Linked DNA regions of Rattus norvegicus: region 1 is linked to region 2. Evidence: chromatin contacts called from public Hi-C data. All regions are on one chromosome and are shown on one strand. Each heading gives the region's core, a stretch centred on a gene start, on an enhancer-like site or on the middle of the called end of the contact. The rest is flanking DNA. Distances are from core to core; before and after follow the strand shown.

Region 1 (6,174 bases), core at 2,117-4,616, 94 kb before region 2:
CCATACACAGCCTCCAGAGACCATTGTTAATGAGCTCTCACAGACATCTTCATGTGAACTATTGGAGGAGCACATATGCACGGTAACCTTAGGACTAGAATAAACTCCAATTTATTGTTCAGGATTCTTTGTCTCACTAGTGAATAAATACACTGTCAGTTCACAGATCCTTGACTAGTATCTCCCCTCCATTGGGGTTCTTCTAAGAGCTCCTCTGTGCCAACCACTCAATGCAACACTAGGTGTCAGCAGAGGTAGACAGACTCATCTAGCAACCTGGAAACCTGGGAAGAAATCCCCATGTACGTCACAGTTTATTTCTGTTCATCTTTCAGCATTTTCCAGTAGCAACGAATTGTTTTTAACCCTTCACTTAACTCTGCCAATCTAACAGGGTTTTGAAGGATGGTATATGAAGTCTCCCAAAGCATAATTGTTGAAGAAATGGCTTAATGCTGAGAATTGGGGCCCTGAAAATGTCCGTCTCATGTTTCATTGTGAACGGAAATTACTCTTGCTTGTATCTTTCCTTCAAATATACAGCTATCAAATATAGAGCTACTTAGGGGATGCTTCAAGTTACCACACAAAGGACTCAGCTGCTTAAGATGGGTGAGGCACAGGCCTAAGAGTTCAGAAGTAAGTTAGAAATAATTTTCAACGTTGCTTATATCACCTCATCACCAAATGCCTCAGTTTTTATAAATAAAATTATGGAGGGAGATTTTATCATCCTTGACTGAATTCTATCTTAGCTCTAACAGTTCTTAATTCTCTATGTCTCCAAATATCCGAAGACAATGCTAGAGAACTTGGAAATGTTTCATCTCAGATCTGTAATTTCTTCCAATACTGCCAATAGCATTTGTTTGCTCATCATGGGGCCATCAAATGCTAAACAAGATACCCTGATATAAAACCAAGAGTCATCCTTCCATGCTGTGACCCTGCTCTGAGTGGTAGTCACCCAGGGTCATGTGGGCAGCCAGATAGATCCATGGAAAGGTTTGTAAAAGCCAAGCTTAGAGCTACATATCTGTAATCCAGCACTTGCAAGCCCAGCACAGTGATAGATGGACTGGCCTTGGCTATGTACCAAGTCTGAGGCCTGTATGAGCTACATGAGACTGTGAAGAAACCCAATCAGCCAATCACATCGAGAGATCTTTGAACAAGCTACCAAGCAACAGAAATACTGGACTAATAATGCTTTTTCCTTTTCCTTTTTCTTTTTCCTTTCTTTTTTTTCAGAGGAAAAACAAACTACTTCAAAATAACAAATGCTCATTCTGTTAACTCTGGACCACTGCTTTTTTTTTCCAAGAAAAGAGAAGAGAACACACCAAGGTACAGAGCAGCTTGATTCTTTAGTGCAGCTATCAAGAAGTAATTGCATTTCATTTTCCCAGATCCCTGCTAGAAAAATCTCAAGATCTCTAAACAATGCATAGAAAGTAGAACCTCAGGAAGGGTGTGGGATGGGTCTACAGGGCATAAAGAAGTCCTGTGGTCTCTGCAGCCACCATGGGGACAGGGTCTTCAGCACCACAGGGACTCTGCTCTCTGCATTCACTGTGCCACTGTCTTCCCAAAAGGAACCATGATAGAAACAAAATGAGCATCTTTGAGGGACACAGAATAGCGTTAGGGGAGGAAAGAAGGGAAGGGGTTGCAGAAGGATGATGGCCCTATCGCCTTGTGTATATTAGTATGGAAATTCCCTATAATTAATGTGGGTCAATGATCATAATAGTAATAAAAATGAACCCCCCTCTCCCAAGCACTTACAGGAAAGCCACTTAGTGTGCCTCTTTCCAGGTGTGTCAAATAGACAACGGATGCTAACCCTGACTGCCAGCACAGGGTTCTTGAGGGAAGTGGGGAAGAGAGCTAGCAGGTTATAGCCAAGCACCATGGGTTTAACTCTCAAGGAGCTCCAAGCCCGTATGCACGAATGGGTGAAGAAATAACACACTGTTACAGATTCTCAGCATGGTCCTTCCTTCAACAAACAGGTTGAGGGGCGTTGGCAAAGCTCATGCATTGAAAACACTCATCCTGAAAGATAAAGCACATTCAGTTTGAGGACATGCATGCCATGTTGGATTGCTCCAAAACATGACAGCCTCGTGCCATTTTAATAATAATCGGGCTTCTAAGCTCCAACTATCTATATGATTCTGTTTATTTAAACATACAAGTAATTTATTGTGAAAGAAATCAGGAAATTGTAATTCAAAGAATGTATTTTTTAGCCCCTCTAATTTTTAGTCATTTTTCTTCAAGCCCCAAGCACAGAAAAAGGTTCATTCTGGAATCCCTTATCCACATTAAGACCAGACCTTTTAAAGGAATGCAATTGCCTTCTATCCCTGCCCTAAAATCTTAATACTTAAGACAGGAAAGACAATGGAGAACTGTGACTACACTGTTAAGACTTAATTACATAGCAATGCCTGTCCTTTGGGCTCATTTGAATCCGCAAAGGAGTTAGCAGGCTGGTTTCTGTCGTTGGAGAGCCTCTAGCTTTCCATTCTCTCGTCAAACTTGGCAGGTGGGTGACTTTGAGCTGTTGAAATCAACAGGAAGACTCGATATCAAAGCAAGGATATAAAAATGAAATGTTTAGCAAAGATCAGTTGGTTCAAGTCATTCAGTGGACAGTCAGTCACACCGAGGGTGGACTCAGATCCTTCCTTTCCCAAAGCTTACCAGGTTTACTACAACAGCCTTGGGAAGACTCACCGTCTCTTGTATCTCTTCTCTAGATTCTGAACCACTAACATGTCATTAGACTGGCTGAGCCTAAGTCTCTGGTCCATATTCCTACCATATAATCTTCAAGGGGGTATGTGTGCCGCCTTCAGCTTCCAGTTTAGTGAAGATGCTTCCCCATCTTCTTGGAATGGAAAAATCTGTTTGGATATGGAGAGGGCCAAACAAGCTAGATGTCTTTATTACAACTGAACTGAGGGTTTGGAGGTAAAGCTATGCATAAGATGGAGTACTCTTTTGCTTCCTAATAAACATGGCTTTGTATTATTTCAGTCCTCCCACCTCCTTCAAAACAAGTCCTGGAGGAAAGTCGTCATGCTTCAGTAAGATTTATCTCTATCTTTATGTATTGCCTAAAGCTTTGGATCAATATTCCAACAGCTTCTTTTGTTATGTTTTTATTCCTTCATTTTTTTTAAAAAAATAAAGTTTAGGAGGGAGAGAGAAAAATGAGAGGTCATTTGTTGTTCTGGGCTAATAAGAAAGAGAATACTTGTGCCAAGTCTCCTTGAATCTGATTCATGAGCAAACTGATTTAGAAAGCTGACTGACACTCTGTTTAAACCCTGCCTCTCTACTGTGGAATGCAGCCTCCGTGAGTGCACGCTGGGAATTCTGATGGCCTTAGCAACTGCCCTAACTTCTGTCTCTGTTTACAGTGACCTTTTAGGAGAGTTTAGCCATGAACAGCATAAAGAACACTAAGAATCGGGTCCTGGAAGCAGACATAATGTCATGTAAGCAGTCATACGAAAATTCCCTAATAATTCTCTAATTCATTGTTCTAATTATGGTAGCACAATATCTTTTAAATTATACACTGTTCTTTCTCTTCTGGGTCCCTTAGACACACAGTCCCGTGGAACTTTTCTGTCAGCACTAGAAAAGGGAAAGAACAACGTTTTCTAAGGAAACTGAAGGTGTAATAGCAAAATAGAAATATGTAAATAAATTTGGCAGAGAGGGAGTGTCAGAACAACGTACTTACTCTTCTTTGCTGCTAGTGGTGTGGTGGTAGTGTAGAGCAAACTCAGGGCTTTGCATATGCAGTATAAGCAAGTGTTCTGCTGCATAACCATAACTTCAGCCCTTCCTGTCTCCTGAATTATGACATTGTGACCTAATACTGGTCACAGAGGACCCAGTTTTTTCTGGTGGAGGTAACTATTTAGGTCCATCCACCTTGGAAGACCCCCTCACTCAAATACAGGTGAACGATTTACTTTGATATTGGCAATGTACAAGATGACAACAAATGCTGAGAAATGTGCTCCGGTGGGAGGGAGATGCCTGGTGCTAGGAAATCAGTGCTACAGCCGGCAGAAACTGGGACCTGGGGGCAATGGCAAGATCCAGTCACTGTCAGCAAGTGTCAGTTTTATATCCACAGTACCAGGCAGCATCATCCATACCTCAGGACAGCCTAGCACAGAATGTCAAAACACAGTCTGGATGCTGCAACAGAGAGACTGTACTCAGTGAACTAAAAGGTCAGACATCAAAGTACGGAATTACTATTATTACTACTACAGCATACACCGAGCCCAGGCTCAGCCCCAGCCCCATGTCATCTGTGATGTTCAGTATATATTTTCATGACTCTTTTTGGTCATTTGGATGAGAATGCCTCCCCTCTACCATAGGTTCATAATTTTGAGCCCTTGGTCTGCAGTTGGTGAAACTGTTTGGAAAATGACTGTGGTCTTGTTAGAGGAGATGTGTCATTTGAGGGTGTGTTTCAAAAACATTCCCACTTAGCCCCACTCTTGCTCCCTTTCCCTACCTGCTTCTCTATCAGATCAGGCTGTGAGCTCTCAGCTGCTGCTCCAGCCCAGGCCTGCCTACCTGCCACCATGCTCCCTGCTGTGATGATGGACTCTCACCCGTTGGAACCGTGAGTCCTAATAAATGTCTTTTAAGTTGCTTTGATCATGGTGTCTCCTCACAACAATAGAAAAATAACTAAAGCATACTCATCTCCAAAAATGAGGAATAGTTAGAGAGAAATTCTGACATTCCATGTCAACCTCTAGCTTCCACATAGATAAAGACAGACAAGAATAATAATATTGGCGATTGCCTCTCTCTCTCTCTCTCTCTCTCTCTCTCTCTCTCTCTCTCTCTCTCTCTCACACACACACACACACACACACACACACGCACACACACACATGCACACACACACCACACCTTGCACACACATACAGCAAACTTATAAGGTGGGCTATTGGAGTAGGTCAGTGGTAGAGTTCTTTTTTTTTTTTTTTTACAGAGCTGGGGACCGAACCCAGGGCCTTGTGCCTGCTAGGCAAGCACTCTACCACTGAGCCAAATCCCCAATCCCAGTGGTAGAGTTCTTATTCAGCATGAGTGAGGGTTTATATTCCATCCCCAACCCCAAAATAAAATAAAATAAAATAAACTATAAAAATTAAGTAGAGGCTACTCTCTAAATTAAGTTTGCTGTACCTATTGGTGGCAACATGTATAGAAGCATTCATTTGTTTTCTTACTCTCATCCTAAAGGCCTCCAGATATGAGCCTGACAGCAAAGGCCAGAGAGATAATCTTTCCTCACTGTTATTTATAAGAAGTTCTGAATCAGTCGTAATTGAGGGGAGTCAGTTTCCATGCACCATGCATTTCACACTCTCAGCACTTGGGACAGGATTCAGTGACTTGTAAGGGTTAATTAGTTTATCAACAGATGTGACTAGAGTGACCAACTTGCCTTTTCTTGGTTTTAATTCCAAAATTTATATATATTCTGCAAAGCCTATGAGTCTTAGGCAAGTTGAGATGGTTACATGGCCTACTCCGATTATCTTGTATTCTTAAGCCAGAAGGTAATCTCCACATGCTGTGATAATTCAAGACAAGAGATTCTCAAAGGCCCAAGGTAAATGTATGGCTTAGAAATGGAGTGAGGTTCTACCTCATACATTCTCCAGGAGAACTCGGGGTGTATTAGGTGAGTACTTCTCAGACTTGGACACATATGCAAGTCATTTAGTTAATACATGGATTGACTCACTTGGTGTAAGATGTTCGTCAGATTTAGCACTTCCGGTCTAAAGACAGCATACATGGGCACAAGGCTTCATTTAGTTCAGGTGTGGTGCAAGACCAGTCAGGCAAAACAAAGATGGAAATTAAAATGATCATGGTAGAGGGCCCAGTGACCTTCAACACAGTGTCTCCTCAACAGAATTATTGGTAAGAATTCTCTGTGCTTGACAGTGCCTCTGCTTGTGCAGAATCACTGGAATAGAGGCAGCCAAGACCAGCCCCATGCTGCCTTCCTGAGCACAGAAAGCAGCACAGGGGAGGTGGGCTCATTAACTTTGTTCCAGAAAAGACATCAAATGCCATTCTCACTAACCCAATATAATCACTTCT
Region 2 (5,341 bases), core at 2,801-5,300:
AAATCAACACAATCCAGAGCTTCATTGAAGGCGCAACTGTGGCATTGAATCTGTGGTTTTGATCGCTTTCTTCTTCCTTAGGCTCTAAGTCCTTACCTTGTCTTTTGTTCCTTACTAACTAGATACTAACCCAAACCTCTGTGCAACGCAAAAGATTCTGAACGACAATCTTAACCACAGAAATTAGTGGAGATGCCCAAACGCTTACGTAAGCTTTAAAACAAGGAGTAAAGGGAAGGCAGAATTACAGTGTCTGCTGTGCATATACTATCTCCTGAGGCTTTCATAAATATGTGTAGCTCATGTATGATTGAAGTATTATAAACAAATCTGTGGAAGGATTGCAGCATTGAAAGACTTTCTCCTCTCAAGGAAGGCATCAACTAGGTTCACATCAAGCCGGGACTCTGCCTAATTCATGCTTTAGCTCCCAGACATTAAGCAAATATTTGTTAAGTAAATGGACGGATGCATCCAGCTCTGACCTGCGGTGCTTGACAAACAGCAGTGTTCAAAATGCGCTTGCTGAATGATGCATGAGATAGAAGTAAATGCGTGATTTGCTCGAGGAAGGAAACCTGCACTTAATGGGACCAGCATTTCCCTCTTCCCCATTGTCACTGGCCTTTCACACCTCTTAGGTGCTCTATGCAGCTAATCAGTCGGTTTGTCCAAAGCCTCAACCTACTCCAGCAAGATGGGGAGGGGCGTTCCTCAAAGGAGTGGTTGACAAGACCAAAGCTCTCCACTCTCAATAACAGGAAGAGGCAAAACTCTGTTGTGTGCACAGAGGAAGTATGTTGATACTCTTGCTATTGCTGAGGTCTTTTTGCTCGTTGTCTGTTTTTGCTAGGGTTTGAACCTAGGCCTCATGCATACCAGGTAACTGAGTCACACCTCCAGGCCCTTCCTTTTCATTTTGCTATGGATGGGGGTTAAAAGAAAAGCAAAACTGAAAACCAAGAGATCCTCATTAAGGCAGGAACAGGCCTGTCTCAGTAGCAGTGATCCTGTGTGATGCTAATACTAATAAAGTGACAGGGAGGTGCCCGGTGTGGCAGCCTTGGTTTAAGCTGCAAGGCAGGGAAGGAGCAAGTGGTTTTTTGTTTGTTTGTTGCTTTTTGTTTTTCTAAATAAAACCCAGGACTTAATAAATGTAGGCCTGTTGATTAATTGTTTGGGCCACAAATGCACGAATGAAATTCAAATTCCAAGCACATAGAATTTTCTTTGCAACTCACTGTAGAAGCTAGCTCTCAGCCCCTGGACTGTGTCATCCTTGTCAGATATGAATTCCAATTGCTACTTAGAAAGCTTATTGTCCAACAGTTTCTGAAAGGAAAAGTATATTGTGCAAACCAGACAGGTACCAGAAGAAATGACCTTTGCCTTGCCAATGTCACCTATTCTGATGCTCTAGTCTCATTTACAAGTGAAATCAACCTGCATTCCTTTTATACAAGGACTTAGAAAGCATTGACAAATATCTCCTACCTACTAAAACACATCTCTCCACACACACAGACATAGAGACTCACATACATACATATACAGACACATACAGACACACAGACACACAACACACACACATGGAGACACACAGACATAGAGACTCACAACATACACACACAGATATACACACAGACTCACACAGAGACACAGACACGCACATAGAGACACACACAGACACAGACACATAGAGACACACAAACACACCATACAAACACATACACACACACACACACACCAACTTCTCATTTTGCTTCTCAGTCAGACATGATTTTTGGACAGACACACAGACACAGTCAGATACACAGACAGACACACTCAGATACACAGACACATAGACACACAGACAAAAACATAGAGCCTCACATACATACACAGACACACACAGACATGCACACACATACACATACACATAGAGACATACAGAGACACACAGACACACTCAGACACACAGACACAAACATAGAGACTCACATACATACATACACAGACACACACAGACACGCACACACACATACACACACACATAGAGACATACAGAGACACACAAACACCACACAAACACACACACATAGAGACATACAGAGACACACAAACACCACACAAACACACACACACAAATACCACACACACACATACAAACACACACACACAAACACACACACCAACTTTTTATTTTGCTTCTCAGTCAGACATGATTTTTGGATACACACAGACACACAGACACACAGACACTCAGATACACGGATACACAGACACAAACATAGAGACTCACATACATACATACACACATACACACACACACATAGAGACATACAAACACCACACAAACACACACACACAAACACCACACACACACATACACAAACACACATATACACACAAACACACACATACACACACACCAACTTTTTATTTTGCTTCTCAGTCAGACATGATTTTTAGACACACGCAGACGCAGATGTCCATTGCTATTGTTATCTCTGTTGCTGATGCGACTTTCTGACCTCCATCAATCTGCTGCTTCTCCTCATGAAAGTGTCTCAGCATGACAGCAAGAAAGCTGCTTATATTCATGGTCTCTCACCATCCATGATCATGACCAGTCTCGGACGGGTCACCTCCGGCATGGGGGCATAGGTCTAACAGTTATCTACCACAGGGAAGTCACCTGCTCTCCACCACAGTCTAACCGCCAAAGCTATTTAGAACAAAAGGCCAGCTAAGTCCATTTGATTCTAGATACAAGTGGGCATTTCATCTTGGAATTTCTTTCTTCTCAACAACGCATAGACATAGGATTGCTATGGTCCCCTTCCACTCCAAAATGAACAGATACGTACATTTCTTCCCTGTGACAGTTCCCACTGATCAGAGAACACAATCTGTATCCATTAGCCACAAGACACTGCACGTCCATTGGCTCTCCAGCCACCAGATTTATAGTTTTAGAAGTGGAAGAACAAGGCACAGAAAGAGATGCTAATGAACCTGGTGGTTTCTGCTATCAGCTAGTTACAGAGGACTGCAAAAGGAGCGCTAGAAAGAGGCTATGGCAGTAAACATCCAGCTGGGTAAAGAAGGTAAGAGCAAAGAAGCAGGCGAGGATGCCTGTGTTCTTGGTGTATCCCAGTCCTACTGCACACTCCAGGAGGCAGGGGATGCGATAGGGCAGGTAGGTAAGGAACACCTTTCCAGGAAAGGGACCTCATTTTGTTTTGACCAAGTAGTGAAGCAAGATAGGATAAGTAGGGAGCATAGGTAATGTAGACCCAAAGGCAGATAATCAGAGCTCAAGTCAGCTCTCAAATCATTAGAAGCTGACTTACTTTCAGGCCTTTGTCGAAAGAATGTCCTAGCACACAGATTCCCAGATAATTCCGGGTGGTGCCAGGAGCAGAGGGAGGGGTAGCTCCAAAGATAAATCCCCTGAGGAGCCATCAGCATGGTCAGCTCTCATCCACTGCAACAAAGAGTTCTGAAATGACTGTGTTCATTACCAAGCTGTCTGCCCACGTCTCAACCAGATCGCAACCTGTTGGGAATGTGGGGTTTCTCTAGCTCTTGCAGCCACAACCTGACTCATGAGCTGTGCATAATAAATGAGAAATGCACAGGCACATAACTAAATTTCTGTTCTGAGATCTCCAGGTCATGCCCTTACCATGATGATGTTAGATAATTGTCACTTTTCTTGTCCTATCCACAAACCCAGAGCCAGGAAGAGGATCTGTTCCTAAACAGGTAGAGGATTAAATGAAGTCTAAGCTGAGGCTATTTGATCATGCCACCATATAGGATATAGGTGGACCACCCGGGGCTACCCACAGTGCTCTGTGTGACAGCACTGCTGGGAAGGGGCGACTTAAGACGCAGTAAAAAGAGAGAAGGAAGCTGCCTCGTATGGGCCATGTATTAAACAAGGTCAGCCTCCCCTGAGAGTTCTGACTGGGGGAAATGGACACCAAGGTGCCTGTGCTGAACCCACCTTTAAGGGAAAGGAGTCGGTAGATACTGTGTAGAAGGTTTTTAATCCTTAGACTGAAACCAGACTGTGGACGAATGCCATAGAGGAGCCTGCAGGGCTGCTGCACTTCAGCGTCTTGTCACAAGAACTGCCAGCCTTCAGGGAACCCGGACATGAAAGGATCGTATCAGATGGACAGGCTTGGCTGTCACCCACTCAGAGAGTACGCAGCTAGTGAGCCTAAGATACCGAAAATCACCTCTCTCAATACACTGCGAACTCCTAACATTGTTTCAACTCCTAACATTGTTTCAACTCCGCACTGTGGGTAGCCCCGGGTGGTCCACCTATATCCTATATGGTGGCATGATCAAATAGCCTCAGCTTAGACTTCCTGAGTTGGGTCCCGTGAGAGATGAGAACTAAAAAAGCAAACGCGACTTCTCCTGAGAGGAAACCGAGAGGGGGCCACGCGCTCTGCTGCCTCAGAACATTTGTTGCTTACTGTCACACACGCATTATTCCATCTTGGGCAGAGGACAAGGATTAATTCTGACTGGCACCTCACAGGCTGCTCCACGGGAAGGTGACATCTGAGCTCTGAGGATTACTATGAGCCAAGCTGTCTGAAACCTGAAATCAAACTTGGCCCTTATCCACATTTATATCCTCTCTCATAACTTCCCAGAATGCCGCCTCCAGACTGCAGCCCCTCCACCCATCTCTCCTCATCCAACTCGCTCCTCATTCTTGATTCTGACTTGTTTTTCTAACATGAAGGAGACAGCAAGGGAACAGAAAAATACAAATAAGTTCAAAGCTGTTTTCATATTTACACAAAAATATGTATTTTCTGTGAAAACACTTTCCTGGTCTCCCAGGCAGAAATTGCAGCTCCTTCTCCAGTAATCCAATTGCATTTAATATGTGTGGTGATTACAGACCCATACTGGGGTGCTGTGTACCTGCTTGCTTTGTGTAATCTCCCACTCCTATGTGAGGAGGTTCTTGCTTTTATTGAGTGTTAAGCACACCCTGATTGAGAGATAGAAAAATGAGTGCATCTTCCTTACATGGATATATGACTAAAGGTATTAAATTCTTCAATTTTAATCAGCTAAAGGTATGTGCTATACCAGCCACACTATGAATCAACTTCCAAATATTAATCTAAGTGAGGAAAGATCATATATGGAGGCTGGAGAGGTGGCTCAGAGCTTAAGAACCCTTGCTGCTCTTCCAGAGGACCCAGGTTCAGTTCCTAGTACCCATACCAAATGGCTCACAACTACCTGTAACTCCAAATTCAGGGGATCTGATGCCCTCTTCTGGACACTGTGGGCACTTACATATGTGGCACGCATG

The links. Hi-C and Micro-C count contacts between places; a contact is called where the count stands out from the background.
Region 1: a contact with region 2 is called in a Hi-C map of the A7r5 cell line, with 2.6 times the contacts expected there. The contact joins the enhancer-like site here to the promoter of Nat3 in region 2. A contact is called at or near these places in 3 of 12 Hi-C or Micro-C datasets (the A7r5 cell line, frontal cortex and liver).

The regions. Positions count from the first base shown.
Region 1 is chr16:27,034,048-27,040,221 of GRCr8, reverse strand. No RefSeq gene overlaps it. Among named protein-coding and RNA genes, the nearest start is that of Nat2, 32 kb to the right of the region's middle. Within about 2 kb of position 3,366, at least 4 of the 93 cell types and tissues checked have an H3K27ac peak or open chromatin away from gene starts, as enhancers often do. A contact at or near this core is called in the A7r5 cell line, where this site is marked.
Region 2 is chr16:26,941,351-26,946,691 of GRCr8, reverse strand. It overlaps Nat3 (N-acetyltransferase 3), which reads left to right and starts at 4,050. Exons shown (of 2, transcript NM_001013052.2): 1 at 4,050-4,210.